Linked DNA regions of Mus musculus: regions 2, 3, 4 and 5 are each linked to region 1. The links are chromatin contacts, called in public Hi-C and HiChIP or PLAC-seq maps. All regions are on one chromosome and are shown on one strand. The core of a region is the stretch at or near the end of the contact, and the rest is flanking DNA. Distances in the headings are between cores, read along the strand shown. Region 1 holds the start of Cxcl2 (chemokine (C-X-C motif) ligand 2). Region 2 has its middle 21 kb from the start of Rassf6. Region 3 has its middle 25 kb from the start of Gm36084. Region 4 has its middle 9.1 kb from the start of Gm36084. Region 5 has its middle 17 kb from the start of Cxcl5.

The links. Hi-C and Micro-C count contacts between places; a contact is called where the count stands out from the background. HiChIP or PLAC-seq counts read pairs in DNA pulled down with a chosen protein or histone mark.
Region 2: a Hi-C map of bone marrow-derived macrophages shows a contact between it and region 1, with 14 times the contacts expected there. The contact joins the enhancer-like site here to the promoter of Cxcl2 in region 1. A contact is called at or near these places in 29 of 39 promoter capture datasets (the 3T3-L1 cell line, 3T3-L1-derived adipocytes, the C10 cell line and 18 more), 11 of 15 datasets of contacts at CTCF or cohesin (CD8 T cells, the G1E-ER4 cell line, the NIH/3T3 cell line and 6 more), 255 of 484 Hi-C or Micro-C datasets (the 3T3-L1 cell line, 3T3-L1-derived adipocytes, the 4T1 cell line and 134 more), 37 of 115 datasets of contacts at active chromatin or transcription factors (the HPC-7 cell line, the NIH/3T3 cell line, PVALB interneurons and 28 more) and 7 of 9 other capture datasets (adipose tissue, bone marrow-derived macrophages, embryonic stem cells and 4 more).
Region 3: a contact with region 1 is called in a Hi-C map of neutrophils, with 4 times the contacts expected there. The contact joins the enhancer-like site here to the promoter of Cxcl2 in region 1. A contact is called at or near these places in 16 of 39 promoter capture datasets (the C10 cell line, the HPC-7 cell line, the SN4741 cell line and 11 more), 15 of 484 Hi-C or Micro-C datasets (the HPC-5 cell line, bone marrow-derived macrophages, embryonic fibroblasts and 9 more), 13 of 115 datasets of contacts at active chromatin or transcription factors (the HPC-7 cell line, bone marrow-derived dendritic cells, craniofacial prominence and 10 more) and 5 of 9 other capture datasets (adipose tissue, bone marrow-derived macrophages, embryonic stem cells and 2 more).
Region 4: a contact with region 1 is called in an HNF4G HiChIP or PLAC-seq map of pancreatic cancer cells. The contact joins the enhancer-like site here to the promoter of Cxcl2 in region 1. A contact is called at or near these places in 9 of 39 promoter capture datasets (the C10 cell line, embryonic stem cells, epiblast stem cells and 5 more), 8 of 484 Hi-C or Micro-C datasets (the HPC-5 cell line, bone marrow-derived dendritic cells, bone marrow-derived macrophages and 4 more), 7 of 115 datasets of contacts at active chromatin or transcription factors (the HPC-7 cell line, bone marrow-derived dendritic cells, cardiomyocytes and 4 more) and 4 of 9 other capture datasets (adipose tissue, bone marrow-derived macrophages, liver and 1 more).
Region 5: a Hi-C map of bone marrow-derived macrophages shows a contact between it and region 1, with 21 read pairs. The contact joins the enhancer-like site here to the promoter of Cxcl2 in region 1. A contact is called at or near these places in 7 of 39 promoter capture datasets (3T3-L1-derived adipocytes, the SN4741 cell line, embryonic stem cells and 3 more), 1 of 15 datasets of contacts at CTCF or cohesin (the NIH/3T3 cell line), 2 of 484 Hi-C or Micro-C datasets (the 3T3-L1 cell line and bone marrow-derived macrophages), 5 of 115 datasets of contacts at active chromatin or transcription factors (fibro-adipogenic progenitors, heart atrium, microglia and 2 more) and 4 of 9 other capture datasets (adipose tissue, bone marrow-derived macrophages, liver and 1 more).

What each region holds. Positions count from the first base shown.
Region 1 is chr5:90,900,078-90,906,053 of GRCm38.p6, forward strand. It overlaps Cxcl2 (chemokine (C-X-C motif) ligand 2), which reads left to right and starts at 3,822. Exons shown (of 4, transcript NM_009140.2): 1 at 3,822-3,946; 2 at 4,039-4,162; 3 at 4,280-4,363; 4 at 5,112-5,861. The coding sequence starts at 3,868. The coding sequence ends at 5,127.
Region 2 is chr5:90,658,655-90,664,630 of GRCm38.p6, forward strand. No RefSeq gene overlaps it. Among named protein-coding and RNA genes, the nearest start is that of Rassf6, 21 kb to the left of the region's middle. Within about 2 kb of position 2,962, at least 24 of the 459 cell types and tissues checked have an H3K27ac peak or open chromatin away from gene starts, as enhancers often do. A contact at or near this core is called in the Ba/F3 cell line, ECoMG myeloid progenitors, ECoMG-derived neutrophils and 4 more, where this site is marked.
Region 3 is chr5:90,686,714-90,692,689 of GRCm38.p6, forward strand. No RefSeq gene overlaps it. Among named protein-coding and RNA genes, the nearest start is that of Gm36084, 25 kb to the right of the region's middle. Within about 2 kb of position 3,273, at least 118 of the 459 cell types and tissues checked have an H3K27ac peak or open chromatin away from gene starts, as enhancers often do. A contact at or near this core is called in the HPC-5 cell line, the HPC-7 cell line, the SN4741 cell line and 9 more, where this site is marked.
Region 4 is chr5:90,702,895-90,708,870 of GRCm38.p6, forward strand. No RefSeq gene overlaps it. Among named protein-coding and RNA genes, the nearest start is that of Gm36084, 9.1 kb to the right of the region's middle. Within about 2 kb of position 3,682, at least 45 of the 459 cell types and tissues checked have an H3K27ac peak or open chromatin away from gene starts, as enhancers often do. A contact at or near this core is called in embryonic fibroblasts and pancreatic cancer cells, where this site is marked.
Region 5 is chr5:90,738,814-90,744,789 of GRCm38.p6, forward strand. No RefSeq gene overlaps it. Among named protein-coding and RNA genes, the nearest start is that of Cxcl5, 17 kb to the right of the region's middle. Within about 2 kb of position 3,433, at least 38 of the 459 cell types and tissues checked have an H3K27ac peak or open chromatin away from gene starts, as enhancers often do. A contact at or near this core is called in bone marrow-derived macrophages, microglia and pancreatic cancer cells, where this site is marked.

The DNA.
Region 1 (5,976 bases), core at 2,572-5,071:
GCGGAGTCCGTAACACACAACTGCAGGCGAGATGGACTGAATGAAAAAGAGAATCAATTGGTCTTTCTGGGATACCTAAAGCCAGGTGAGAGTGGGTGGAAGGCAGAATTTCCAAGCTCAAAGCGTACACCTGGTGACTGGTCTCACTTGGGCGGGATAGGTGGCTTTTCTCTAGACTGCCTCAGCTTCAAGCAGCCTCTCCCAGATCAAGCTCTGGCAGAACTCCAAGGTGCTGGCTTGCCAGCTGCGACCCAGCAGGAAGTAAGGACCTGTTTTGTATTTTCTAAAAAATCATTTCCTGACAGAAAGGACCAGAGGGATTTTTTTTTTCTGACTTGGACATGATTACATCATTTGCCTGCTGGCAAGCTTACCAAGGCCTCTACAACGTTGAGGCTCAGCCACAAAGGACTGGCAAATGCTCCGTGAGTCTGTCCGCTTACTTCCAGAGCTGTGCCGTAGATCACTTGTCTTGAACCCAGACTGGGAAGAGAGAGAGAGAGACAGCAGGGACTGGAGTCTTGCTTCTCAAAGGATAGTGAGGACTCTGTCATCAAAAGTCAGCAAGAAAATGCTTAGAATCAGGCATAAAAGAAGAGCGTATTAGAGATGCACTCATAGATGCTTTGGATTGAATGAACTGAGAGATCTAGACACGTTTTAATCATTCATTTTCATTATATGCAGATGAGTGCTTACCTAAATACATATACGGGTATCACATGCATGTCTGGTACCCACAAAGGCCAGTTCTGGGGAACTGGATAATAATCCTCTGAATAAACAGCAAGGGCTCCTAACTGCTGAGTCATCTCTCTATCCCTGAGTCGAGGGATTTAACGCATCATAATGATGTCACTATTGTTCCCTCAGCTAGATTGATTCGTAATTCAGGAAGCACTAACTGAAAGAGGGCTGGCAGACATCTTGATTCCTGGTAGCAAGTAGGAAAAACAGCATCCACCACCAGACCATCCCTGCAGCGTCATCTACGCTCAGGATGAGCACAGCTCTGGACTTAAAAGATCTCGCATGTGTAAAACATCAAAGGATGATAAGTGAATGTTTCGTGGTGGTTCCATTCCTTTCAAATTGATAGTATGACTTTAAAGTTTGGGCATAGAATTTGTCATTTTATTCATACCAAATGTAATTGGCTGGAGCTGGTACTTAACACTTCCAGAAAAAATTGAATTATTTTAGTATAATGTTATTTCTCTTTAAAGCTTCAAAAACAGCAAGTCAAAGGTTGTTAGGGACTGGCTATGAAGATGGATATTGTGTTAGAAGGAAAAAAAATGCTAGTATTCCATTTTGTAAGCAACTGTTGCTTTACTCTGTCTTTACTGGTATATATTTAGTAATTACTTTTTGAAACATTGTATGCTTCAGAGACTGCTGTAGGAACCCGGTACTTTATTCTATTCTCTCTGAGTATTTCCTTATGTCAACATATCAGATTGCACCTGGAAATCCCTACAGCAGATAGTTTCTGTTTTCTACTATCATAAAGATACTAATGGGCTGACCAGCATCCTGATAATACTGAAGGCAAATATTTCAGTTAAAAACCTGATAAAGTGGTCACATTAAATCCACAGAAGTCTGTGAGCCTTATCTAGGCAGTTAAAACCCATGAATAAAATGTCCATGAATAAAATGCCTCTTAGAAGCTCCAATTTCCACCGGCTTCAGTTCTGAAGAGGATGTATATTAATTTGGGAGGGCGGGGGGGGGGGGGAGGACAAAGCATACATATGTGTTAAATACACCACGTTCATTCTACAAATGTAAAGTCTTACTGGGAGTACAACACCCAGATGTTCTGCCACTTCACCGATTTTAAACATTAGGAAAGCCAAAGTTGAGCCATGAGATACAAACATTAAATAAATAAATAAATAAATAAATAAAACCCCACAATTCTCCTAAACCTAAGAATCACTTATCTCAGGAAACATCTAATTCTTTATAAATTTTACTAGTAATTGAGATGAGTATGTTCATTCAGATTTTGTAGTTTTAGTTGATAAACCAATTAAATTAGGTAAGAGACTCATCTAAATTCTTTTTTCCCCCTGAGACAGAGTTTCGTTATACAGCCCCCATCGCCTGGAGCTCACAGAGATCTGGGCGCCTCTATCTGCCGAGGGCTAGGGTTAAATGTGTTTGCCATCAATCCCTGCTCCAAATTATCTCCTAAGGGGTGGGGGTGGGGGGCAAAAACGAATAGGAAATTGTTTTGCTTTTCAAGAATTATTTGTGTTTGTGTGTGTGAGTGTGTGGCTTTAACTCTTAGGTGAGTCTTGTTTTAGTAATATGGAGGCAAAAACAAATTTTGTTTTTGTGTTTTTTTTTTTTTACCTTAGCATTTATACAGTGAGTTTTTAGAAACATTAACATTTATTCATCTGAACATTTTGAGACAGTTATTTGGGTGCATTTCAAAGATAAGAAGCTAGCACATTGGTCACAGGTGGGTGTCTATGTCCCAGTATCTAGTGGCACAGCATTTCCTCTCTGGCAGCTTTGAATATCCTCCTGCCTCTCACACGCTTCTCTGTAAAACGACCACATGGCTCTCAGAGAGCTGCACTCAGACCCACAACTATCTACAACTTGTGTTCTAGATGACCAAGAAATAAAACCCAGGGTGAGAAAAATGAGCTAGTGAAAGACAAAGGCTAGAACTGAGGGCTACAATAGTTTGTCACAATCAGTGAAAGCTCAATATGATCCTCTAGTGGAGAAATCAAATCACTGGGACAAGAATGGATGTATACAGTGTGTGTGTGGGGGGGGCTAGATTTGCCTCGATAACAAAGGGAGAGAGAGAGAGAGAGAGAGAGAGAGAGAGAGAGAGAGAGAGAGAGAGAGAGAGAGAGAGAGATTGAAATCTGGCATCTAAATATTTCACAGATACAGGTACACGTTTGTTGTGAAGCGGACATGTGAAGGGCGCTACCTCCTCTAGGTGTCAGCACTGACTGGCGAGTAGACTGTCCCCAGGAGAGCCCTTGCCTCCTGCAGCTGGAGACCGCCGAGAGACCACCAAGTCTCTGTTTCTTGAATTCATGAAAATCTCTTACAGCTGATGTGGTGCTCACCAGCACACTGGAAGAGCCTCGGAAGTTCCAGAATTTCACAGAGGAAGTTATATGAGATTACAACACTTTGTCCTAGGTTAAACATGAATTAAGCTTTTGACACATCTCCCCCCCCCCCCCCCACGGCCCCAAGTCGGGTAGAAGGATATGACACAAAATGTGATTTACTCGTGCTCAGTACACCGCAGGAACAATGCACTCTTGTGTACAGCCTGAGATGACTAAATTTCAACGGTGTACTTACGCAGACGTAAATAAATCTTCATCTAGTACTATCTATGAGTATGTAACTAATAGAGAAGCAATCCCCCATCCCCCGCGCGTTCACGCTTGAACACACACACACCTTAATTTCTTCAGTCCTAATGACTAAAGTTCCCCAAACTGTTAGGTCTCCACTGATGACATAGCTCAGTAACCACTGTCCTCTAGCAGGTGGTCACTTCAGCGCAGACATCACTTCCTTCCTTTTGAGGATTTGGGGAAGGACATCCCAGGGTCCCATAGTGGAAGGGCAGGGCAGTAGAATGAGGCAGGCAGCTCACGCGCGCGTGTCCCCAACCCACTCAGCTTAGGGGCGGGGCTCTGTGCTTCCTGATGAGGGGACCCTGAGCTCAGGGAATTTCCCTGGTCCCCGGGCTTTTCCAGACATCGTGCATAAAAGGAGCTCTCGGGACCTCAGAGCCCCAGACTGCGCCTCAGTGCCTCCAACAAGCTTCCTCGGGCACTCCAGACTCCAGCCACACTTCAGCCTAGCGCCATGGCCCCTCCCACCTGCCGGCTCCTCAGTGCTGCACTGGTCCTGCTGCTGCTGCTGGCCACCAACCACCAGGCTACAGGTGGGATTCGGATTCGAGGCTGATGTTTCTGGGGAAGCCTCAGGTGGGCGCAGCCATCCCCAGCCCTTCTGACCCAGTGTCTTCTCCTACAGGGGCTGTTGTGGCCAGTGAACTGCGCTGTCAATGCCTGAAGACCCTGCCAAGGGTTGACTTCAAGAACATCCAGAGCTTGAGTGTGACGCCCCCAGGACCCCACTGCGCCCAGACAGAAGTCATGTGAGTGTCTCCCTGGATAGCCTCTGCCATGGCCAGAGTTGCCCAGACCCTCCTGCCGCCCCATGCTCACCCTAAAGAAACCTCGTGCCTTATAATGATCCCCACATCTCTCTGCAGAGCCACTCTCAAGGGCGGTCAAAAAGTTTGCCTTGACCCTGAAGCCCCCCTGGTTCAGAAAATCATCCAAAAGATACTGAACAAGTGAGTCGCGATTTGTGCTTACACCTGACTGGCACCCGATTTCTGAAAATTATAGCAGGGAAAATCAAGGTTAACTTCAGTTCAGGAACCTGAATTATTATTTTCATTGTTAACTTTGTCCTGTGAGCATCAGTTTGAATTGATAGAAGGGTACGACTAGCTCCTTTCATCTACACACGTAAAAGTCCTTCCTTAATGGATGGTCGCTGTGTGTCCCTAAGAATTAAGTAGATAGAACCAACTAGCGCTGGTGTAAAGCCTGTTATCTATTAAGATTCAATACTTTACCCCTGCCCTTTCCATGTCTGTGGGCTGTAAAGTCTAACTCTTGGTTTTGGTCAAGGTGAGCCTCTAAGGCTTCCCGATGAAGAAGAGCTGGGGTTTCCAGTGAGAGGCTTGAAATTCAGGTGTAGGCTCTCGCTCTTATCCTGACTGAGTTCAGTGAAAAAGCAATAGGTATTGTTCTTGTTTACAACGTACGCGAAGTCATGCCTTGACATTTTTACTCTTAACATCATTTGGAAAGGTTCAAGCTGGTACAATTGTAACGCCAGCTCTACTATTCTAGTTTCAAAGCGCCCAGAGTGTTTATTGCTGGAAAGTCCAGCAATAGGTAGCAGGTCCCTTGTGGAGGCTAGAGATGGTTTCGTTTGGAGAGTAAACCAAGGTCCAGGATGAAGTCAAAAGAAGGGGGCTCTGCAACCCGCCTTTAAGATACCCACTAACAGCAACCATTTTCTCATCACAGAGGCAAGGCTAACTGACCTGGAAAGGAGGAGCCTGGGCTGCTGTCCCTCAACGGAAGAACCAAAGAGAAAGAAAAAAACAAACAGCACCCGGGAAGCCTGGATCGTACCTGATGTGCCTCGCTGTCTGAGAGTTCACTTATTTATTTATCTATGTATTTATTTATTTATTAATTCCATTGCCCAGATGTTGTTATGTTTATTTTGATATTTAAAGATATGCATTCGCTAATTCACTGTAATATCTTAAAAGGTCATTTTAATATGTTAAAGTTTATTTTAATAATGTTTAATGTGTTCAATTAAAGTTATTTAACTTATATAGTTGGAAGGTGATAAATTTTTAAACCTATTTATTCATTAGTTTCTGGGGAGAGGGTGAGTTGGGAACTAGCTACATCCCACCCACACAGTGAAAGAGACTGGGGATAAGGGGTGGGGGTGGGGACAAATAGATGCAGTCGGATGGCTTTCATGGAAGGAGTGTGCATGTTCACATCATTTTTTTGTAAGCACCGAGGAGAGTAGAACAGCTGTTATTTAGGTTTCAGTGTTTGTAAACTGTATGTACAACATTTTTGATGCTGGATTTCAATGTAATGTTGTGAGTAACCCTTGGACATTTTATGTCTTCCTCGTAAGGCACAGTGCCTTGCTTAGCAATTGTTTTGTCATGCCTTTTCGTGTCTTGAAGTGGACACATTTATTTATTCATGTATTTTTACAAATAACAAAAAATAAAAACGTCTGTTAAAAAAAAAATCCCGTGCTTAAGTTTGTTTTATATATCTCAATATTTTATTCTTCCATCGTATTGAAGGTGTCAGGAATGCTTAAGAAACCATGTTTCCTGCAGCAACAGCTACT
Region 2 (5,976 bases), core at 1,712-4,211, 240 kb before region 1:
GAATCTTCTTAGCCTCTGCTTTCTGAGTGCTGAGATCACAGGTATCTACCAATATGCCGGAAAGATATTTGTAAGCTTTTTAAAAAGCAGGGAAAAATGGTTATCTTATTTTTAAAACCTCTAAAATTTTATCCAAATTTAAATGAAGAAATTGGGAAACTTTATCAACTTGCATACCGAAAACCTCTGTTGACTTGGTAAAAATCAATTCCTTACTTACTCCTTAATTTCTAAATACCTATTAAGGCTTTGGGGACCTTATCTTTGCCTAGTGAATACATTTGCTTTCTGTGTTTGGACACTTAAAGATGTGATTTTGAGAAAGAGATAGCTGCTGCTCATGTTCTCTTCTGAAACAGACAGTTTCATAAAACACTCGTATCAGACAGAACCAGGATGGATCATGACCAAGGAAGGACCCGCAGCCGAGTCTGAACCCGCGAAGTGTGCGTGCTCAGCTACAGAGATGAACAGCCCACCTCCATCCTGATTAGGCAGTGTGGCTGCTCATCCGTGACTCTGATGACATGTTTCATTAAACTTTCATCTTCCTTGGTTCAGATAAGAATTGAGAGATCTGTGAACACCAGTGCACCGTCCTGACAACATCCAATCCGGAGCAATCCTGCTTTCTTAGCTTCCTCTACCCCCCCCCCCCCCCCCCCCCCGTCCCTCTCCCGTGCTCCTCCTGAGCACTCCAGCTTCAACAACCGGCCCCTCCCCCGGGATGCTCTTAATTGCTCTTTATGCACACTATGTATCCAATCTCAGGTATGATCCTTCAGAGATCCTTGACTGCAAGTCTACTATTGATTTCAACTTGATACAAATAAACTAATTGGAGAACAAAACAATTTTTTCCCTCAAATAAGTACCAAGGGAAATTGTCGTTTAAAATAATCTATTTCTTCCAGGTTAACTTTATTAAGTTAAACAAAATCTGTTCTTAATTTCCAATATACTTCAGACAGTAAACACGGTAGCAAGAGTTTTGGTAAGTACTTGGCAACCTTCCTCTTCCCTAAATATATAGCTAATACATATTCAAATATGTAAATTCGTTCTCATGATAAGTGATATTATAATAGAATTGTTCATGAAGTATATGATAATCCAGTTTCTGTTTGTCTATAATACTTATATTTTCTTTTAAATATTTGTGTGTGTGCTGTGAAGGGGTGTGCTCATGTGCTGTACCTGTAGAGGTCTAAGAACAACTCGGAAGAGCCAGCCAGCTCTCTCCTTTCACCATATGGGTCCCAGAGCTCCAACTCAGGTCATCAGGCTCTGTGGCAGCCACCTTTATCTGCTGAGCTGAGCTGTGCATGCTCCGGCATGTGCTTGCAGGAATGTGAACTCACATGTGGTGTATGTACATGCATGTAAAAGCCAGAGGGTGACGTCAGATGTCTCCATCAGTTGCTCTTCACTTTATATCTTGGGATGGGGTCTCTTCCTAAACCCAGAGCAGACCGATTTTGCTTGTTTGTCTAGCTAGAAGATGGAATGTCTCTGTCTCCTTGGAGTACAGGCATGCCACCACATGAAACCTACACTTGCCTTGGTGCTGAAGACGTGCACCTGCACTCCAGTCCACACATTTGTGGGGCAAAGGGTTTATCCACAGAGCCATCTTTCTGTCCCATGGAAGGACACTTGATACTTGTAGGCTTCCTACTAGTGAGAAGACTTGAGCCCAGCATCTTGGAGTGAGCAGAAGGATTGGTGGACACAAAAGGAAACATGCCTAAAGGGGGTCCTTACGATAGTTATCTCTGGGGGATGTGTCACTCCAACATCTAGGGAGCCAAATTCTGCCATCCTTGGTAAGCAAGGCCAGCATGGAAGACTGAGTCACACTACACAGGATTTCCTGAGTCTTTATATCTTATCTTATATCTTATATCTTACAAATGCAGGCTTTCCCATCTAGCTTAGGCTGGTGTCAAATTCTTATGCTCACAAGTACAGGGATTGCAGGCATGCATGTACCAACTGTGCCCGGCTAATTTCCTGAATTCTTGTGAAGAGTCATGGGAGGAATGGTTTCGCACAAAGTAAGAACAATCGGTTTGCTCATGTTTTATTTCTCAATGCGATTTCCTGTTCTTAGTACCAGCCATGACTGCATTTCCACCAAACATGCAGGAAACAAAGCTGGTTTTTCCTTGAATTTGACATAAACTGGATTTCATGCAGTTATGCAAATGGGTGAGAGGTCCCGGGCTGACTCAGCACCAGCATCTTTCCTCACCTACCCTCTCCCGATGGTGACATCTGGATGCTCTGTGGAAGAGTTATCTGAACACTGTGCTCACCTAGAGACAACTCTGCCTCTTCCTCTGCAGGAAGAGCTCCGCAGTGAGACCTTCACTCACCGTAGCTTGAAAAACAAATTCTTCACCTGAAGTGACTTACAGTACAGTGGAACAGACACAAAGGCTAAGAAAGTTTGGTTTCTTAAAACCCAATGGGAATTCAGCAACAAAGGAGGCTTGGGGGTACCTAAGCCGAAAACCAAAGGAAGACTCAACATCAGACAAGTTTGAGCAAGACCTTCATTCTGGCCTTGTCCTCATCCCTAGCTATGACATCACAGTCGCAAGATGCTTCCCTTGCGGCCATCTGGCTTACATGCTTCCTCATGCACACCCAAGCTAGAAAGTATCCTCCTTTAGAATCTCCAATCATATTCACAAATCTTGACTCAGGTTGAGCAGAGTAAATTGACAAGACTTATTGGGAAAACATGAGAATGTGCCCGCTGACCTCCTGAGACAAGAACAGGTCAGAACTCTCCGACTCCACGGTCACTAATCACAGGTATTTCCTTAAATGAAAAACGGGTGTTGTGACGTGGAGGGGAATGCAGAGAATCTGGTTCCAGTCAGGACTTTGACTTTTGAATGGTCTGTATCCCTGTTAGGTTTAGTAAACAGTGATACCTCATCTTACCTATAGGTGGCAGTGTCGGGCTAGATTTGGCTGAGGCCCCAGAATCCTTAGTTCACAAATTACTAACAGTAAACTTCTGCAGGTAGCTTAAGCAGCCTCAGCTTCCCCATTTGTAAAATGAAATCAGTAAGACGGTCCGTGTAGAGTTACCATGAGGGCCGAATGAACGGGCTTGTTGTTCTTGGAACAAGATGTGTGTGTGTTAATTGGGCACCTGTCAGAGCCTTCAAGGTATCTCTTTTAGTGGCTTGGGCATTTGTGTTCTGCCCACTATGTCTGGAGGCTGATATTCTCATCCCTCATCATCGTTTTTATGAGCCGTAGACAGCCTCTTCTCGTTGACCTGAGGACTAGGTGGCAGTCTTAAACTGCAAAGCACCACACCACAGTACCAGAAGCATACACTGTGGCTCACCTTGTGATACTTGTTCAAAAGGAAGCATCGGTGCTGGCAAAGGGGATGCCGTTCTGAAGTGGGCTAAGTAAGGACAGGAAAGCTGGCTACTGGGCATTCTTCTCGGGGACAATTACCATGCACAGACGAGCTAGGTCAGGGAGATGCTTTAGTTTTGGAGACAACAGACATGCTTCTGTTACATCAAACAACTCAGTAACAGAAGGTTACTGGTTAAAGGATCGTCAACTCCTGCTGAGCAAGCCCACATTGCCAGCACTGAGGATGAGACCGACATCCTGGCAACCCTGTCCTTCCGATGGGCTGCCTTGAGAGTACAGCGTTAACTTTTCTCAGTTCCAGCTTCCAAATAAAGTTCCAAAAAGAATGCCCAGTAACAAGCTGTGGGGCCCTAGGGATAAAACAGCTTAGTAGAACATGTGGGATGCTTAGATATAATGGATATGATTGTCTTGCACAGTGCATGGTAAATATTTAAGGCACAACATAAAAGGGATATAAACGCATACATACATACATTTGGAAGGAAATGTCCACTACACAGTGCAGAGCGCTTCCTTCTCAGCACACTGTCAAATACCCTGTACCTGTTATAAGGAATTGGCTTCAAGTCTAACCAGGACTCCATAGGCTTCTGAGTGCCAGCCAGAAGCACAAAGAAGCTGGAAGTGCCAGCGCACTAAGCCTGCAGCTCTCAGCCTTACCAAAATACTCTAACCATCTGCAAAACCGTCAAGAACCTCGATGCTCCAGCTCCAGCTAAACAGATCTAACGTCTGGCCTTGAACTGCACCCTGGGACTTTTCAAAACTTCAAAAAGTCCCAAGTGCAGCTGAGGCAGAGACCGGTTGCTCTGTCACTCTTCTCAGACTCCAGCAGTGCGGGTGGTCACCGGTGCTGTCTGTCTGGCAGTCACCTGTCCTTTCTTGCGGTCATTTCCCTGCAGCTCTGGGCTGGGGCCTGAGGCCCTGCACTTTCAGCATTAGATCCCCAAGAGTCTGGTAGGGTTTAGATCCCCAGGATTCTGGTTCTTGGACCATGCTCTGAGTGAGCCTGCCTTTCGATGAGACTATAACTGATTCTAAGAAGTGTATTGCCTCCTTTCTTCCTCCATCTCCACCCAATTGTGTAAAAACACCCAAACTGAAATGCCGAGAGCACCAAACCGAACATTTTGTAGAAGACACCCTCCCCCAATGACTACCCTCCTCCTTGAGGCACAGCCATCTTGATGCATGCTTAGACAGAATGTTACCTTCTAGTTTCAAATGATCCCCTCCCCCAAGCTAGATTTCAACTGATGGCCTCATGCAAGGCCAGGAAAGTGCTCACCCACTAAGTTACGCCCCCCAGCTTTGTTTGTAAGTCTTAGAGAAATTTGGACTTGCCTAAGAAACGGTCCCACGCTTCTCTCAGCAGAAGATGATTAAAGCTAATCCCCTTTAACCAGTAAAAAGTAGCCGTGAGGTGTTCAATGTAACAGCAACACATAGACACCTTCAGAAATTTGACTCCCATGCAAAGGAATTTTTTCACCTTTATATATATATATATATATATATATATATATATATATATATATATATATATATATATAGTGTACCACATAACTGTCCTCTGAGAGGCTCTACCCAGCAACCAATGGAAAGATGTGCAGAGACCACAGCGAGACATTAGACAGAGCTCAGGGTGTCTTATGGAAGAGTTGGGAGAAGGATTGGGGAATAGGAAGAGGACAGGGACTCCACAGGAAGACAACGGAGTCAAGTAACCTGGACTCTTGGGGGCTCCCAGAGACTGAAGCACCAACCAAAGAGCAAGCATTGGCTGGACCTACTCCCCCCGCCCCCGCTCCAAACACACAGACATATATAGCAGATGTGCAGCTTGGTCTTCATGTGGGTCCCCCAACAACTAGAGCAGGGGAAAGGCTGTCCCTGACTCTGTTGCCTGTCTGTCTGTGGGCTGCCTTGTCTGGCCTCAGTGGGAAAGGATATGCCTAATCCTGTAGTGACTTGATGGGACAGGTTGGGGATAGGATAGTGGAGGGGATAGATATGGGGGGGGGGGTTCCATCTTCTCAAAGGAGAAAATGAGGGAGGAATGCGGGGAGGATCTACGTGAGGAGGTACTGGGAGAAGGGGGGGCTGATATTGAGATGTAAAGTGAACAGATTTTTTAAAATGTGTGTGTGCTTGTGTGTGCTTGTATTTGTGTGTTCGGTCCCTGGGAATCTGAACTCTGGTCCCCTGCTGTGTAGCAAGCAGTCTACTCAATCAGTCATCTTCCTTATTCTGATCTGGAAAAGTTTTAAAGACAATAATTTTATACCACAAAAATAAACAATACTCAATCAGATAGCAATAACTCAATATTTCTGCTAGTTAGATTTGAATCCCTAAGGTGTCTTGTCACCAAACTATAGTGAACTCTACTACTCACCATGTCCCTGGCTGCTGTTCAAATGACTGGACTCAGGTATGGACATAGAGACTCCTGGGCAAATCCAGGATTGTCTGGGACTCACCAGTAAACAGAGCAAAGACAATTGCTCTCATGGTATGCCAAATGGTGAATTCATGTTCAGAGAAATTAACCAGTGTGAT
Region 3 (5,976 bases), core at 2,023-4,522, 210 kb before region 1:
CCCGTGACCCCTACTGGAGAAGTTATTTTTTAGAATAGAAAATAAGATAAAAACATAGTAATCACTTTAAGTTCAGCTTTGATAAATAGTTACAAAGATACGAAAGCATGTAGATAAATACATAGTAAGCTAAGAACCTCATAGGTAGAGTGGCTCAGGATGTGAACATATAGCATGTTATGAACCAGGTTTTTAAGTTCTGAGGAATTACATGGGAATAAGGCTAGTGAGGACTACTGGGGGCAATCATAGAGTGATTTAGTCTTGAAGGCTGCATGGTTATGACATGTCTCGCAGGGTTATGACAGGAGAGGTCATTTTATACACAGGAAAGGCAGAGAGAAAGACTAAAGGGCATCACAGACACTGTTGACAGTCGAGACTTCCCCCTTTGTCTCTCTTCCATTGTCTATCTACACATAAGTTATTAGAAATCTGTTTTAATTAAGTAATTGACCTGAAAATTGGAATTTTTAAAAGGAGCTTACTGAAGGAATTTTGTGCTAATAGTTAACACAAAAAAGACAGCATAGCACGCCAATAGAGAAAAGTACTGGGGCAATCAGGTACAATTCTATATTCAAGAAAACAAATTAAACCGCTCTAAATTTGTGGTAGCTGGTCCAAACTTCCCATTCAGAATAGTGACGCTAATTCATCTTGGTGAAGCATTGATGTTGGCAGTCCATAGATGAACGCTTTCTGAAGAAGCCTCAAAAAGCTTTTGCCTACAAAAGCTGCTTTGCTTGAGGCTCCAGCCTCTTTCTGAGACAGCGCATACCCCCAGAACGGCTGCTGTAAAGGTATAAGTTCCAGGAATTTGAGGCAACTTGGGATGGCTCTTGCAGAGCCAGCGCTCCTCATGGTGTCTGCTGCCGCCTCCTTGATGTGTTTTGCCGTTCTCCGTCTTCCTCTGGCCCCCATCTCTTGGTCCCAGTGCTTTTCAGCTGTTGTTCTAGCACCCATTTTCGAATAAGTACTAAGCATAGAGACTGTAAGCTCACAGACCGTTTCTCCAGGAGGTCCACGTAAAACCACCTTAACTCACACCATGCCTCAACAATACCTCCAGGTGAAGACCATTAAAGCACAGAGAGATGGAATAATCAGTGTAAGGTTTCACAGCTGAGTGGTGACAGATCTGGAACTTAAACCTAGGGCTTAAAACAAACTTAGCGCAGTTCATTTGCCTTCCGTACATAGAATGTAAATGATCATCCCAGCACATCCCTCTATTGGTATCCAATGCTGTCTCTTCTGTGTTCAGTCCGGCTTTACAGTGCCCACTCTTAGCCACTAATGGAAAAGGAAACAAGTCAATTACAGCTGCATGAGTGTCCTGGGTGAATCACACAAACATACCCCAGCGTGAACAAACCCGGGCACAGCCACGCAAACAGTGCCATTCCTCTTACATGAAGAACCGAGCCCACAAAATGCGTTCTGTTGTTTCGGAATGCACACATAGAAGGTAAAGATGTGAAGAAGGACGGGAATGATTACTGAAAACAGTCATGTCTACCAGACGAGTGGGATGGGAGGGACTCGTAGTGTTATGTTACTTCTCACTTAGTCTGGTGGTGTTTGTACATCAGTTCATAGTTATAATAAACTTTACAAATGTAGTTTTGCTCTTTATGTGATCGAAGCTCATATTTAAAGAAAAAAAAGTAAGGATCCACTGCAGGAGAGCTTCAGGAAGGTCCTGCAATGCCAGGCCAACATGAGGTCTTCCTCTGCAGCCACTCTCTGTGGCTTTCTTTTTCTGGAAATCTTCCCAAATTGCCTGCTTTTGAAAAGGTAGCTCTACTGTGCACATGGGGTTAAAGTGGACTCTGCTCTTTTTCACTATGGGGGGGGGTGTAGACCGGGCTCTCAATGACCCCTCCCCCGAGGAGCTTCCTGGCCCATCTCAAGTGGCCTGTACAGCTTTCTCTCCTCCTGTAGTTAGGCAGCTCAGCATCAATATTCCAAAGCAAACTTCATCAATTCTGCTTTTAAAGATCTTTCTTTTTCCTTTTAGGATTAACTTCATAAAGCTTGAGGGGGGGGGGTGGTGGAGTGGAAGGGGAGGGGCAGGCATGTTTTAACCCAATAATGCTGTCAGTCAAGGTAGACATTCTGACTACTGTGCAGGCAGCCAGTTTCCAGCAGCATGGCTCCCCTTTTTTCTTTATCTACATGTGACTTGGCCAGAAGAGAGTTAGAAATGAAGACCAGATAAGAATTTATGTGCCTGCAGAAAGCAAAAGAAGGAACTATTTGTGGGGAGGAAAGAGAGAGAAAGATGGGAGGAAGAGAGCAATATAGGGGGGCAAGTAACCAAAAATAGGAATATGTATATGAAAATGTCCTAGTAAAACTCAGTTCCTCGTATGCTAACCAAAGTGATAATTAAAAGAAATTTAGAGGCCGGGAAATGGTTAAGAACACATTTTGTTCTTTCAGAAGATGCAAGTTCGGTTCCCAGTACTCACACTGGGTGTCCAGGGGTCATTTGAAGCAGTTTCTTCTACCATGGGGGCTCATCATATGGTATAGAAGGCCACCATGAAATGGTAATAATGTAGAAAATGAGGCATGACCAGGAAAAATGAAGAATCGTTACCATGTTTGTCTTGGCTCTTTGAGGGATACAAAGCTTAGTCGTGAGGCTGAGCCATGGTGTTATGGTCCAGAAACCCACCCTACCCTGTGTATTAAGACATTTCAGTTGAAGAATTTTATGAAATACTTTTTGCCTTATTAACGCAAAGAATAAACTTGTATTTCTTCCCTGAAAAATTCCCAAGGTATTGGTAAGTCAATAGCAGGAAATTCTTTTCTCAGCTTGTACTACCATGTAAGAGGCATCCAATTGCTCATGAATTGGCAGGCTAAGGGCACTTGTCACTTCCTGGTGGGCCACTTTCCCAGAGCAGGAGAAGGCACCCGTTACTGTTCATTGTGTTTCTTGGGTTATAGTCCTGAAGGTCTGAGCTTTGCTTGGATTAACGGGAACTGATGTTGAATCGAGTAGAGAGAAAACTGTTTTAGTATGAAGCTGTGGTCTCAGGTGGACGTGCAGAAAGCACCATGCTGAACAAAGGCTTAGCCGCACTTCCCTCTCTCATGCTTGGACTCAGGAAATGCTACTTCATGGGTTGCAGCTACTTGTCAGGCTCATGACTCAACAAACTGAAATATTTGCTAAGTGAGTTTTGGTTGCACAACACAGGCTGCTCACCCGCAGCACACATGATGCTAAACACAATTATCGGCAGGTCAGCTTTGCTGTTGGCAGGCAGCTATGAGGAGTAGGGATGGGGCAAGAGGACAAACAGCCTGACCCTGGCTGCAGAGGTCAATGGGATGTCACTAGGTACTGGTCACACTCTTTCCCTTCTCTGGAAAGTCAGGGCCATGTTCAGTCAATGCAAATGCAACATGGGAAATGATTCTCGAAGGCTACTTCTTAGTGCCAAACATTTCCTGGTTTCCTTTGTGACAAACACAAGGATAGTATTACTCTGTGTTGTAGTCTGGCTTCTAGTCATCATGTGAAGCAGTGCCGATGGGAATTCATTTCACAGAAGGACCAAGGTCTGAGGCATGAGGCAGGAAGTCAGGACCTACAGCCAGGGTGAGGACGCGCCAGGCACTGTCACTGATGATGTTCAGCTAATATTACGTATCCTCTGTCTCAAGTGACCAGGTTTCATCTAAAGACCACCTAATCCTGGGAACAAAGGGTCTGTTACGTGAGGGCTGGTCAATTGTTTTTAGCCAAGCTTCCATATAGGAAAGAACAAACAAACAAACAAACCAAAACAAAAACAAAAACAAAAACAAAAAAACAAAAAACAACAAACAAAAATACCAAAAACCAAAAAACACAAAACCCCCTTGCCTTTCAACCAATAAAAACACTAAAGTGAGAAGGTGCTAGCCATTTATACTTCAGACATAAGTTTCACTAAAATAAAACGCCCATAGAGAAGCATTTTGCAAGAGTACAACTAGAGTCCCATTTTCCTACAGGAGCCCATATCTGGCCACCAGGTACCTGGAGTTCCGTTCCTGTACTGCATGAATACGTGGAGTGGAATAGATAGCTACCCTGCCACTTGCATCGTTCTCTCTGGGCAGCTCCATTGTCCCAGTTAATGTTCGGTCAGACCATTTTTCCCCACCCAGGATGCTTCTTGGCAGATAGTTATTGTCCAAAGATTACTTTAACTAGACTCTGGATACAAGCCATGGTGAGAGAAATGAGGTGTGAAAGATGTAGAATTTACTCCCCATGAAAGTGGCCATTCCTTTCTGAATGTCCTGGGTTGGTGTAGCATCCACTTTCCAAAAAGCAGTTCTGAGTGACTGGCCTGGAGACTGCTTTTACTGCTCCCACCTCGTTTTTGGCGTTCACACCAAGCCCTAATCCACAGTCGAAGTCTGTGGGCTGTGACAGAGGGGCTATGTAATGGCTCTGAGTGAGAAAGGACAACACCTAAAAAACAATCAACTCTCTCCATTCAACTCTCTCCTCTTTGTTCCAATGAGTATATGGTAAGCTTTGAGTTTATTCAGTCATAATGTATTGTTGGGGCTGGCTAAGGCCCTAATGTCCACTGTGGGCCACTCTTAACTATACCTGATTTATTATTGTTATACTAATGTTATTAACATGTATTCAATTCTAAAAATAGTTGATGATTTTCTGTAGCTCTCTATATATGTTAAACATGGGCTTAGATACTGGGACTCCTTGAATTAAATGATTTAGAATTAATTTTTAATTAAATTTTAATTAAAATTTTAGAATTAATGCTTTCCTAGAATTAAATTTTTAGTTGCAGAATAGATTGCAAGAAACATGACCTGCCTTATGGTGAAGACTTTTAGTTGTCCTACGAAACACTGAGACAATTTTCACTGGGGGTGATGCCCCACTTGCTGTTCGAGAATGTGGTGAGTGCAATCTCCTTTGTTATCTGTGGCATTCCTTACTTAAATCCCTCAAGGATTCTGTGCACTTGGGGCCAGGCATTCCAGTTTCTCCCTGTGGTCACCACTCTCATGGCAGATACTGAGCTGGACTGGATGAGACATGCTGGAAAGGCAGTCACTGAGAAAACAGTACTCTAAAGCCAAAGTGGAAATTTACTTAAAATCAGTACCAAAAATTTCAAACTTTTACCTTATCATGTTTTCTTTAGGAGTTATATGAAATTAGAATTTTATATAAAATGTTAATTAAAGTCATTATATAGAAAACAAAGAAGGACTTGGGGAATCAGGGAGGATATTCCAATGGTTGGGGAGCCTGAACGTAGTTTTATTGTAGAGATAACTCCCTGCCTCTGATAAAACAGCCTGCAAACCCTCCACCTTGGTTGCTTTTATGTTCAGTCTTTTTTTTTTTAAACCTGCACTATGTTTTCTAGATTTTAGGTCAGGATACTGCCAGCATTCTGGGTTTTTAAAGGAAGGTATTATTTATGCCACTATGTGTATAGCAAGATGTATACATTCCATCTGATAGCACGTTTTACCCATAATAATGGCTTGATGTGTCTTAGAGAAATAGAGACCTAGAGAAGAGTGATTTCTCAAAAAGGTTATTCACATGTGCCGTGGTGGCTATTCTTTCCAGGACCGGGACTCAGTAGTAGATACTTCACAGTGCTGGTAAGAGATAATGGGAGACAGACAATTCTTGGTCCACTATTCTTAGCAGTTTAGACCAATGGACAGACCGCGGCCATGTGGAATTTGTGTGAAGTCACAGCCAGTTTCCTTACTCATGCTAAATAGACTGTCTCTTAAAACAATCCCTGTGAACATCTCCTATGTGACAACTCTTCTTGTCAACCCCTGGGACTCACCTGTAAATAAAACAGACAGCATCCTTCCTTTAAAAAAAGCTACATTTTAAGCAGTGGCACAGGTAGATGTTGACAGTCTTCAGAGGGCTTGCCTCCTGTGATGCTGAGCAGC
Region 4 (5,976 bases), core at 2,432-4,931, 200 kb before region 1:
TATTGTCTGGCACTGACAGCTTATTTTAGACTTTGGAAGAAAATTAGCATTTTCTCATAAAAATGTGATTTCAGTCTGACTTATGACCTAGGGTCGATTTAGGGCTAACTCTAGAAGCCAGATGCATATGTAATGTCTGGGTGGTGTGCAGTTAGCACAACTGGGAATGCCCCATGACTAAATTATCCACCCCCAGACTGATGTCTGCAATTCTTATTTTCTATTGAAAAGCATGTTTTATTTGTGTATTAAGGAGAAAAGGGGACATTTTTTTTTACCCTTTAAAGGCTATTTATGTTATAAAAGACAAGAGGAAGAAGAGTTGGGTGTCTTAGGCGGGCACTCTAGGGACAGCATGGGACACAGTGTGCAGGAACCCACAGTAGGCCTTCCCACTAACACTCTTCTTGAACAGACCCAGCTTAACATTTGTGATGGAATGTATGAGTCTTGCTATTTTTATGGGGTACAAAGCCATACACTGGAGCCAGTGAAACAGACAGAATACTGAAATAATATAGCTCTGTCTTCAGAGGAAAACCAATTACCTGCAACAAGCGGTCAGGTGCTGCAGAGAGGGGAGTGAGGGTTATGTGGGAGACCATCATGGTTGTCTATTTCTTCTCTGCCTCACAGCAGAGCTTCTCCAATAGGCCAGGCAGAGAGCAGCTGGTTAAAAGCTTGTCGGCCCATAGGAGAGTGCAATTCTTCCCAGATCATTTGTCTTTACTGAAAAGTTCAAGAAACGTTTTTGTACTTGATAAGTTTTTTTTCTATTTATTTTCACATACCAGGAAAGATTCTTGTATACATTGATATAATATCTTGAGCCCACAAAAGTCAGAATACTACCATCCGGGGCTGGAGTGCATTGGAGAATGAAATCATGCACATACAGTTGGTACATTTGATATCTTTATCCATCATTGCCATTGGATCCCATTCAAGGCCACGAGTCACAGCCTGCAAGGAAGCAGGGACATCTGTTCTTCCTCCACATACCAACTCCAGCCTGTGGTAGCTAATCCCATCGAGATCAGTGGCTGACAGAAAAAGGAGTGGGTTAAGAAAATATAAGTCCAAGTAGGAATTCTATGGCGACCAACACCTTGTAGGGGACCCAGTTCTTTCGCTTGTCCTCAAAAGACGTGTCTTCCAGATTTGAGACCCAATGTTCACAGGTTTATTTTTTCTGATATTTGCAACATTACAAAAATCACCCTGGAAACAAGTATGGCAGACTTCAGTAAGGAAACATACCTCTTCTCCCTCCACATTCCCTCTTAGGTACATAAGAGACACCAAATAACCACAAAAGAACGAAGGAAAGAAGAAAGAATGGCAGGAAGGGGGAAAAGTACAAGGCATTACGTGTCATTGCTAACCTGTGCTGTAGAACCTGAGATGCTTAGACTCAGAGTCTACCCTGCAACGGCTGCTTGGTTGGCAACCTCATCCTGCACCCCAACAGAAGAGGGGAAAAGACTTTCAGGAGAAGGGCGGGGGGGGGGGAAGGAAATCTGGTGAGGCTGTGTGTGAGAGACTAGACACGCCTGAAAAATAAAACTGTGGGCACAGTCTGTCTTTGTTCCTCTCTACAAGGCAGGCGGACAAGAGTGTACAACTGGATGATCAGGTGGTAGAGTTTTGTATCATAGTGATAATACGGTTATTTTCCCTTTGGCCATAGGAAAGTGCAATTTTTTTATGAGCTTTGGGTGAAATAATATTTATAAATTATTAATACAAATTTCATGTTTGAAGTAATGCTGATGTCATCATTAATGGAGATTTAATAAATATTAACTCAGTAGATGGATGCCAAATGCCCAATGGCAAGTTAATGCCAGAATGCCCTCTCCCGATACAAAGAACAAAAGCCCTGCTATGACTATATTCTAGGGACATTCACGGCTTTCTTTTATGCTTCTGTAGTATGGGAAACTAATCTTGTGTGATCAGATCACCAAAACTTCAAAGATGGAGTTTTGTCACTTTTCAGAGAAATGATTCATTTTGATATTATATAATTTTGTTCAATTGTCAATATAAAATATTTGTATGTTTATATACAGCTTTTTCTTGGTCTCTGAGCTCCAACCAGGGTGGAATGGCAATGCTAATGAGAGTGGTGTGGGGCTGATACCCAGGCTGGTTCACTTTTTGTTACAGAGACAAGCTACTGCTCCAGAAAGTTCCCTTGCTGTTTTTGACGACTGTCATATGTTTAATAAAAGGCTAGAATTCAAGAAAGAGCCACCAGAGGGATTCTAGGTAAGTCGTCTCCTGCTATTTCAACTGGAAAAGAAAAACTGTACCATCTTATCTTTGTAGGTGGTAGGGTTTATAGATAAAAACTAAACAAAGTCTCTGTGATCTTATCCATGTTTGTCTCCGGTGGCATGAGTATTTTAAAATCACCTTTGAGTTGTTGGTCATTCAAGAGGCAAGTCCCTCTTAGCATCATGCTTTAGTTTTTCTTATGAAGTAATCTTCAAGTTTTAAGACATTTGTGTCTTGGCTAGTCAAGGGATAAAACCACTTAAAATTGGGTAGCTGTAATAAAGGTAGGCAGTATTCATTAAAACTTATGGGTAAGTGTGCTATGGTAGTTGTATGGCTCTTTTTTTAATACTGGGAAGAAAATTTAGCTCCTAATGTGAAAGATCACTTAAATCACTAGAAATTTCTTTTATTAGGGTTCTTCAAAACCATGGGGCCAGAATGAATCCTTTTATTTGTGCATACTGTAAAAATTACTAAAAATCACTACTATGTGGTTTTAAAAGATTAATTTTATTTGTAATTATGTATGTGTGTATGTTTATTTGTCTGGGTATATGCACATGTGAGTGTAGGTACCCACAAAACTGAGAAAAGAGTATCAGATCCCTTGGAGCTGGCGTCTTAGGTGGTTGGGAGCCACCTGACATGGGTGCTGGGAACTGAACTTGGGTCCTCAGAAAGAGCAGTATATCTGCTTAACCACGAAGCCCATTGTCTGGTCCTTAATATACAATTACTAGCACATTTACAAGACCATTTTAATACATAATAGTTCAACATGTGAAGATGAAGTTAGACCACTTGAGAGAAACAGGACTTGGTTTTTTGGCTTCATGCTTAAGAGGATTGAACAATCGTTTTCCTAGATTTGGTAGCTTAGAGTGGGAAGTAGATGTGACTAGCAGTGTAACTAATAGACTAGATTTTTTTTTTCCATAAGAAGCTTGTATTAGGTTACATTCAAAGGGGGGTTTTGCTGTCTATGACATTGCTTATTTTTGTTTTTCTTCAACATTCTATTCTGCCTTCCTTGTGTTCTACAGCTCTACCAAACACAATGGTAATGAAAAGATGCTTTATCAAAATGCTGAGATAAAGTTCACAGAGCTCCCTTCCCCTCCTCTCTCTTCTTCCTCACTCTTCTTGGTGACCCCTGATTGCTAATGAGAAACCTTTAGGGAGGTGGAAATTGCCTTTAGGCAAGCAAGGCCTTATAATTGCTCTCCTTGAGACATCTTCAATGGAAAATTCACTGAAGGAAAGGGGACTTAGAAGGGAGATTTCTCAAATCCTTGGGAAATTCCACTTGCGGTCAAAGAGTTCACCCCGTGACTCCTGGGTTATGACAGCAAATGATATTTCACAGGACTTGGTACTGATTCATGCTGCAGGAATCTGAGACGGGATTGGAGCCTTTGGAAGAAAGCTAACCATCAATAGTTTCTGGGCTAGAGAACTCAGGAGGGAACTCTTCTCTTCAGGACACTTACATTTATTATTTATTTACCTAGTGCAGCTCCAGGCATAGCACCCAAGACCTCAGATATGCTATGCCAGCACCCTCCAGCTGAACGACTCCCCCAGACACTGGAGAGCCTTGTATGCACTTATGTGAGGACTTTGGGAATGAACTGAGACCCTGCTACACAGCTGTTGCTATCCAGAAGGCAGGGAGAGCCACCACATATCATTTATGAAGGAGTACATGGGGGTAAAGCAGAGACTCGTCTGCCCCAGGACATTGATCATCAGTTCACTTAAGGCCTTGCTAGAAGGGCTGACTCTGGAGGGCTCTAGACCTCTGTAACAGATTGTAGGAACAGAGCCCAGTGACTGGACTGTGTCCCATGCACCTGCCAGCTGCTTCTGATGCACATTAGAGCCCAAAGTGATCCTGGGCTTGAGGGATGGTTTGCAGACCTTAGACTACCGGAGCCAGGTGGAAAAAGTTGAGCAGTGCTGAGAAAGGCGTGTGTCTCGGGACATTTTAAAAAGAATCAGTATTGAGTATTAAAAGAAGGGAAGAAGTGTCTCTCAGAAAGAATGTGCACACATTGGCAAGGCAAAGGGAGGAAGAGAGGACGGGGAGAGCTTGCAGAGATTAAAAAGGTCTATGTGGAGAAGGATGTTTGATTGAGCAAGGAACATAAGTGATGTTCTGAAGACCATGGCAATGATTAGAACAAAGGCTAAAGCTAAGAGAAGACCAAGATGGAGCTGCAGCTCAGGAAGGTCTCTTGACAGAAGTAGTGGCTAGGAAGGGGGAAGAAGCTGGAGTCTGGATCAGTCAGAATGCAGGGAAAGCTTTAGCACAGTGGCACTATGCTGATGAAGATCCCCTCCAGATAAGGAGACATTATGAAAAATGACTAATAATCACAGAAGTTAATAATCACAGAAGTTAAAAAACCATAAATAAGAAATATTAGATAATAACAAATACTGCTTGGAGTAGGAATACAGTATGCCAAAGACATACATCATTGCATGCCTGATATCCCAATCTCAATATGTAAACTAAATACACTATTCTGGAAAGAATATGTCAACCAGTTTCTCTAGGAAGTGAGGTCACAGATACACAGAGATGACTTCCCGCTGCTCTTGCAGAGGACCTGAGTTCAGGTGCCGGGAACCATGTTGGACAGCTCACAACTGCCTATAACTACAGCTTCAGAGGACTGGATATCTACTTCTGCCCTCCATAGGCATCCTTACACACGTATATTACACATCTGAACATGTGCACACACACTTCTGCACACGACTAAACATAAAAAATGGAGACTTCTTCAAAAGCAACAATGACAGGACATGTGTAAGGTCGCTGAGTCTGCCATGTTAGGTGGACACTCTTCTGGCAAAACTGCACTTGTGTCTGACTCCCAGGCTCCATCAGAAGCCAGGCTCCTCTGTCCTGATTCAGACTTTGATGATGTGGTTGTACAGATGCACTGTCAGCTTGAAGGCATTGGAACAAAGTAGTGATGGATACCAGGATGGCTGCACTAGCTCTGGGTCTGCCTTTTACTACAAACTATTGCTCTGCCATATAACACATCAGTACATGCTCTCCAAACCTAATGAATAACAACACTGTAGGGAATCTGTGGGTAATAAGACACACTAAGGCATCTGAGACCAAGAGATGGGACTCCTCATCGTGTTGAGTAATGATGGAGAATGCTGGTGCTCATTGGGAGGTTCCAGGAAATTATAATGATAACAAAAATGAGCACTGTAATTTATCACTGCACTAAGAACTTCACAAAAATTATGTAGCCCCTACAGTAATCATATCCGCCTGGAAAGATGTCTTAGTTTGAAAATGGGAGAAACTGAAGCCTCAGATGTTGAGTCTCCTGTGTCAGGGGAAGAAAATAATATGTATTCTGAGGTTGGTGTGAGGAGTGCTGGAGACAGGTGGTGGTGGTGGTGGTGGTCGCTGGTTCCATGACAGTGCCAGCGCACTTACTAAAGTATGTGCTTTTAAGATGGTTGAGGTGAGAGATACATGTTGTTTATCTTGTGTGTGCATTTGTGTGTGCATGCACATATGCCTGGGTACATGTGGAGGTTGACCGTCAACTTTAGAAGTCTTTGCTTAGTAGACAGCCACCTTATTTTCAGAGGCAGAGTCTCTCTTTTTCAACAGAGCTCATTAGTTAGGCTAGGTTGGCTCACACCCCA
Region 5 (5,976 bases), core at 2,183-4,682, 160 kb before region 1:
GTCCTTATTCAGTCCATGTTTAGGGAGTCATGTTGATTAGCTAAGTTTCTTAGGGGATTTTTATGGGAGGGGCAAGCTCATGTTTCAGTCATCTGGGAGGAGGAAGCTATGGTTGATAATTTCTGCACATGCCATCAAGGTCTGTACTCAGACCAGGGGAAGGCCTTGCCATTCCCATGGGTCTGAGGCATTGGTGTCCTGACATGACTATGCTCATGATAACAATAGATATCCACCCAGCTACACTCAACATAAAATCACATCACACATCAACAGTACCCAGCATCTCCTCCCCACACTCTGCTCTTCACAAGATAGGGTTTTAGTGCTGAAATGAAGTCCAGACAGTTGATAAAGATCTAAGGGATAAAATGGATAGCCAGTAGCTTTTTACTCTTGAGACACCTACAGTCCAATGCGACAGCTAACAGCTAACGAACACACTCCTCTTCTCTCTCTCTCCCCCTATCATTTACATATAAACACAGACACACAGACACAGACACAGATACAGACACCCTCACCCACTCACCCACACTCAGACACACATATACATACACAGACACACAGAGACTCAGACACACACACACACACACAGAAGGGGGGAGGAAAGTACAAGGTAAACATGCAAATATGGTGTCTCTTTGGTAAGTATAGAAATAAGAGGTTTTGAGATATTGACTATATATATTATGCAATTCACTCTGATTTTTTATATACTTCTATATTATTTCATTTATGAAACTTTCTGCTCCTAACTTTCTGTGTGCATTTCAACATCGATCACCTCCAGGAGAGTTGACTTAGTCAGAAAATCCTGAGAAGTCTCCTTTAAGGAGATGGTGATAGGGTTGAGGCTGAGAGTGAGTATGGGATAACTAGGTGAGAGATCACAAACAACAGACTCCTTATCAAAAGACTAAGAAAAGGCAAATTCTGGATACAGGTGTAAGTTGATGTTATTTTGGATGATGTAATGAGCTGGGGCTAGATAAGGATGACACCAATCGACGTTCTAACATGGTAGGAGGACGCATCATAGGGCCCTAACCATAGACAAAGAACTACAGGCAACTAAGGAATCCTGAGAGCAGGAGAAATAGTTGTCTCTCGGGAAGAATCCTCAAATGGCTATCTGACACCAAGTAGTCAGCCCTAAATATACATACAAGTACAGGTTGTATTTATATTTTTAGGAACACACATATACACACATACATACACACACATACACATATACATACCCACACACACATACACACACATACACATACTCACACATATACATGTATACACATACATAGTCACACATAAACACATACACAAACATACATACATACACACACACACACACACACACACAGCAATACCAACAACTAATACACATCATGCATTTGAAAGAAATCAAATAGGGTGTTCCATGAGGAAGGATGGAAGAAAGGAGAAAAATTAGATTGGTATATTTTAATTTATAAAAGAGTATGTAAGCTAATGATATAAAATGTATAGGTAAGGATGGATAAAATCAGAACCCATAGGAAGCTAATGAATTAATCTCAGAAAGAATGACCATATTTTGGGTTTGTTTATATAAAAAAGGATTTTTTTTCAATTTTAAGACAAGTTCTCATGACAAAAACTGACTTAAACATATTTCAGTTTCTGCCTGGTAGACTGTCATTCCTTCTGCCAGTATAATCTTTCTTTCTTTCTTTCTTTCTTTCTTTCTTTCTTTCTTTCTTTCTTTCTTTCTTTCTTTCTTTCTCTCTCTCTCTCTCTCTCTCTCTCTCTCTTTCTTTCTTTCTTTCTTTTCCTATTTTTTATTAGATATTTTCTTTATTCAAATGTTATTCCCTTTCCTGGCTACATATAGAGTTGGAGCCATGGATAGCTCCATGTGTACTCTTTGGTTGGTGGTAATATTTCAGTTTTTAAATAGTTACCTAGGGAAGCCAATTACACTGATTCCTGAGCCTCTTTCTTTAAAAAAAATTATTTTATTTTATTTTTTTACCTGAGAAGTTTGTGGTAGAATTCTGGTGTGTGAACATATTTTTAAAGCTCCATGGGGTTTGTGGTGTCCAGCTAGACTAGAAGAATATTAAGATGCCATGTTCTTCTTCTATTCTCATTTCTCTAAGTGACCCACACTTGAATTCTCAGACTATAAAACTATCTATATAAAGATGACATTTTAGTTTATACAATGCCAGCCCAGACTTCTGAATTACTCATTCCTGTAGGAAAATGTTTGCTTTGTGCCTTCGATTGGGCGTTCTGAAAGCGATCCTTGATACAACCAAAATCGCCGACCTTCCCCGACTTCTTGGGCTTCCTTGTCTGGGTGCGAGCAAGCCCATGCTTCTGCTTATCCTGGTTAATCTCACAGTCACGCACACTGCAGCATGTGTTATGCCTCACACCGAAGTCATCAGGAAATGCTGTCAGTTATCCTCTCTATGGATGCTCCGTGTCCCCACAACGTCTCACCTGCACCTCAAATGACAAAGGCCACCGAATGATTATCTCTCACTAAAGCTACATGATTTCTTCTTTGCACTTTTTAGATTTTTATCCAAAGGTCATTGTATTGTAGTCCCTCTCAGAGCAGTATATACAAACATGCACACACACACACACACACACACACACACACAGCACCTTTCATCCCTTCTCAATCATAACCTCATCCCTCCAATATTCCTTGAAAGAAACATTGCTAGGCTGGTTGCTATATCTTCAGTTATTTAATAAAGATTTGTAAGTAGAAAATAAAATACCCCACGAATGAAGGAGTGACATACAGGAAAATAGAAGATGGTGAGACATGCCTGGTGTGGAGGCAGAGTGAATGATGGGATCATAAAAAGTATCCAGTGGTGTCATTGGCACACTTCTCTTGCCAGTGGGAAAGCCAGATCTCTACCTCTCCTTTTATGAGAAAAATCTGCCCAGAGGCAAAATGGATCTTAGGAGAGACAAGGCATTGGGTACCTGTACTAATCTGACTTTAAGTTCCAAACCCACCATGTGTTGTAACTTTGACCAAATCAATCAATGTGTCTGAATCCTAAACCCTTATCCAAACACGGGATGAGATAAATTTAGGGAGCATCAAATAGGATAAGTCATGAAATGCACTTGACACAAAGTCCTTGTTGTTGGCTGTTAGCAGTTGTTACTCTCTTTTGGGCTGGGATTAACCAGAGTTGGAATAAGGAAGGAAAGATACAAAATGGAGGATCAGTGGAGTCAAAACACTGGGACTTCTCTGCTTTTCATTTGTTAAAGTGTGAGGGTAGAGTACAAGAACAGCAGCTAGCACTGTGGTCTAGGGCTGACACAGCACTTTTTATCTCATGAATGGAGGTAAGGCACCACCAGATCATGTGCCAGATGAAAAGAGGAAGTCGGCTGAGAAAAACTAAAGGCCCGATTCAGCAGGGGGAATTAGTGTGTCACATTATACCACATCCTGTTTTCCTTGTAGGCCATTGCCTACTGTCCCGTGTCCTAGCAACATGAGGATCGTTCAGAGCAACTTTATTTGATATCAGCAATGGCTGGCAGAGGCAACCAACTCCTGATTCATGCAATATGGCCATCTAATGATGAAAAAAAATCATAATCTCGCAGACATAATACATAAGTTATAGCATGTTGTGGATTTGCACACCCAGTCATGGGAATTGGGGAGAAGAAATCATACACATGGCTGAAGTGGGTCTTTATTATACTTGATGTTATTTCTACCTTGCAAAATGGGACAGCTCAAAACTCTATGTATATGTGTATGTATATGTATATGTACATGTATATGTATGTAGGAGGTTAGTAAATCTAAATATAGGCTTTCATGAAATCATGTCACTGACAATTAGATTTGGAGGGCTGCATAAGAGTGTTTGAATGGATTTGGAGTCAACAATTTCAGTATTTACCCAAGTGTTAAATACTAATATTTGTGTTGCGGGTTTCAACTTGATTAAAGCAACCAGAATGTCAAAATATCCCTCAGAGGCAGCAGTCTCAGGTATGGCAATGTGCAACTGGGGACAAATGTTTTTCTTAGAGAGCTCTCATTTGGCACTTTTCATACGTCACAACACAAACTCAATGAGCAGCTCCTCATTGCCTCTGTCACTAAGTATCAGGGGCAGTTCCATAGACCCCTCTGTTGGATGAGTTGGCCAGTAACAAACAAATCTTTGTCGGACATTGAAGCAGGAATTTGTTGTGCTTTTACAAGAAACAAACAGCTTCTCATCAAAGTGATTATTTAAATCACATCTGCTGTGGGACTCTGAGGAAAGTAGTTTCAGAAAGGAAGAAGGTGAACATCTGAGAGCAACTCCTGAAAATGTTCCTCTGGAAGGAAAAGAGGCTGAAATTCAATTGTCTATTGTGGTGGGAAACCATCTTAACCACAAAACCATCAACAAAACAGCTTCAATAGCAGGGTGGGTTCCGACTCCCCACTTGCAGCTGATGGGACCCATTTCCCCAGGAAATTTTCCTCTAGTAAAAAAGAGGGCAAGGAAGGAAATGGGAGAAGCTTCCTGGAGGATAGGTAGGAGAACCGGTAGCTAGTGATGTTAAAGCACAAACAAGAGCAATGTTTGCCTGGAAACTGAGGCAGGGGCAATGTCAGAGGGGCAAGACAAAGTGAGATGGAAGCTAAGGGCCCAGCCGATGAGTTCCAGGAAGAGCTTGCTCTTGATTCTGATGTCTTAGACATGGTTGTGTCTACTTGGTTTTAACCTCTGAAGACTAAGGCACCTGTATAAGGGTAAAGGATGAGGGGACACAGTTAGAAGACATTTCTAGATATCCCAGACTTTGTCATAGCATCTGCTTTACTCTGCCTTTCTGTTAATATGATGAAATACTATGACTAATAACAACTTAGGGGAGCAAAGATTTTTTTTTTATATAGCTCTCTTAGTCTTTTTTTTTCTTTCCATTTTTTATTAGGTATTTAGCTCATTTACATTTCCAATGCTATACCAAAAGTCCCCCATACCCACCCACCCCCACTCCCCTACCCGCCCACTCCCCCTTTTTGGCCCTGGCGTTCCCCTGTTCTGGGGCATATAAAGTTTGTGTGTCCAATGGGCCTCTCTTTCCAGTGATGGCCGACTAGGCCATCTTTTGATACATAGGGAGCAAAGATTTTATTTCATTTTATGCTTTCAGATCACAGGCCATCATTGAAGGAAGACAGGCAGGAATCCTGAGCAAGAAACAATGAAGGAATGAGACTTATTGGCTTGCTTGCTGGCTCATGTTCAGCCAGATTTCTTATACAGCACAGGCCCCCAACTGCTCAGGAATTGCACTGCCCACAAGGGGTTTGTGCTTTGCCACATCAATCAAGACAGTCTATGACAGGCAGATCTCATCATGATGATCTTCAGCTGAGGCTCCCACTTCCCAAGTAACTCTAGGTTGTGTCAAGTTGACAACAAAACCAACCAGAGCAGCATCTCATGTGTTGAATATCTGCCTTGCTTAGAGCCTGCTGAAATGAGAGCCACTATGTCACAGGTATAAAGAGGAGTTCAAAAATTCTCAGTAACTACTATGCTCAGTTAGAATCGATGGGGCTTCCTTTCCATGTATGCCAGACAGTGAACTGAACAAGATGCAAGTGTCTATACTGACTCCCCTTCTGCTTGCTAATATTGATAGTGGCACCTAGAACTGATACAAGAGCTGTGAAGTAGCTTTCTTCCTACATAGAGCCTTGTAATGTAGTAAGATTCTAAAGGTTAGCAGATATTTTGGAATTCGTCTAAAAGTCAGCGTCTATGGTCTCTAGGCTTACAAACTAACTTAAAGTAGTAATTTTCATCTAGCTTAGACCCTCCAGTGTTCCCTTAGTTATCAAGGCTGACCATGTTGAAGGTTGTGCTGCAGCTGAAAGAGTGGTTATTGGGGAAATCTTAATGACTACAAAAATGTCTCTGATGTATC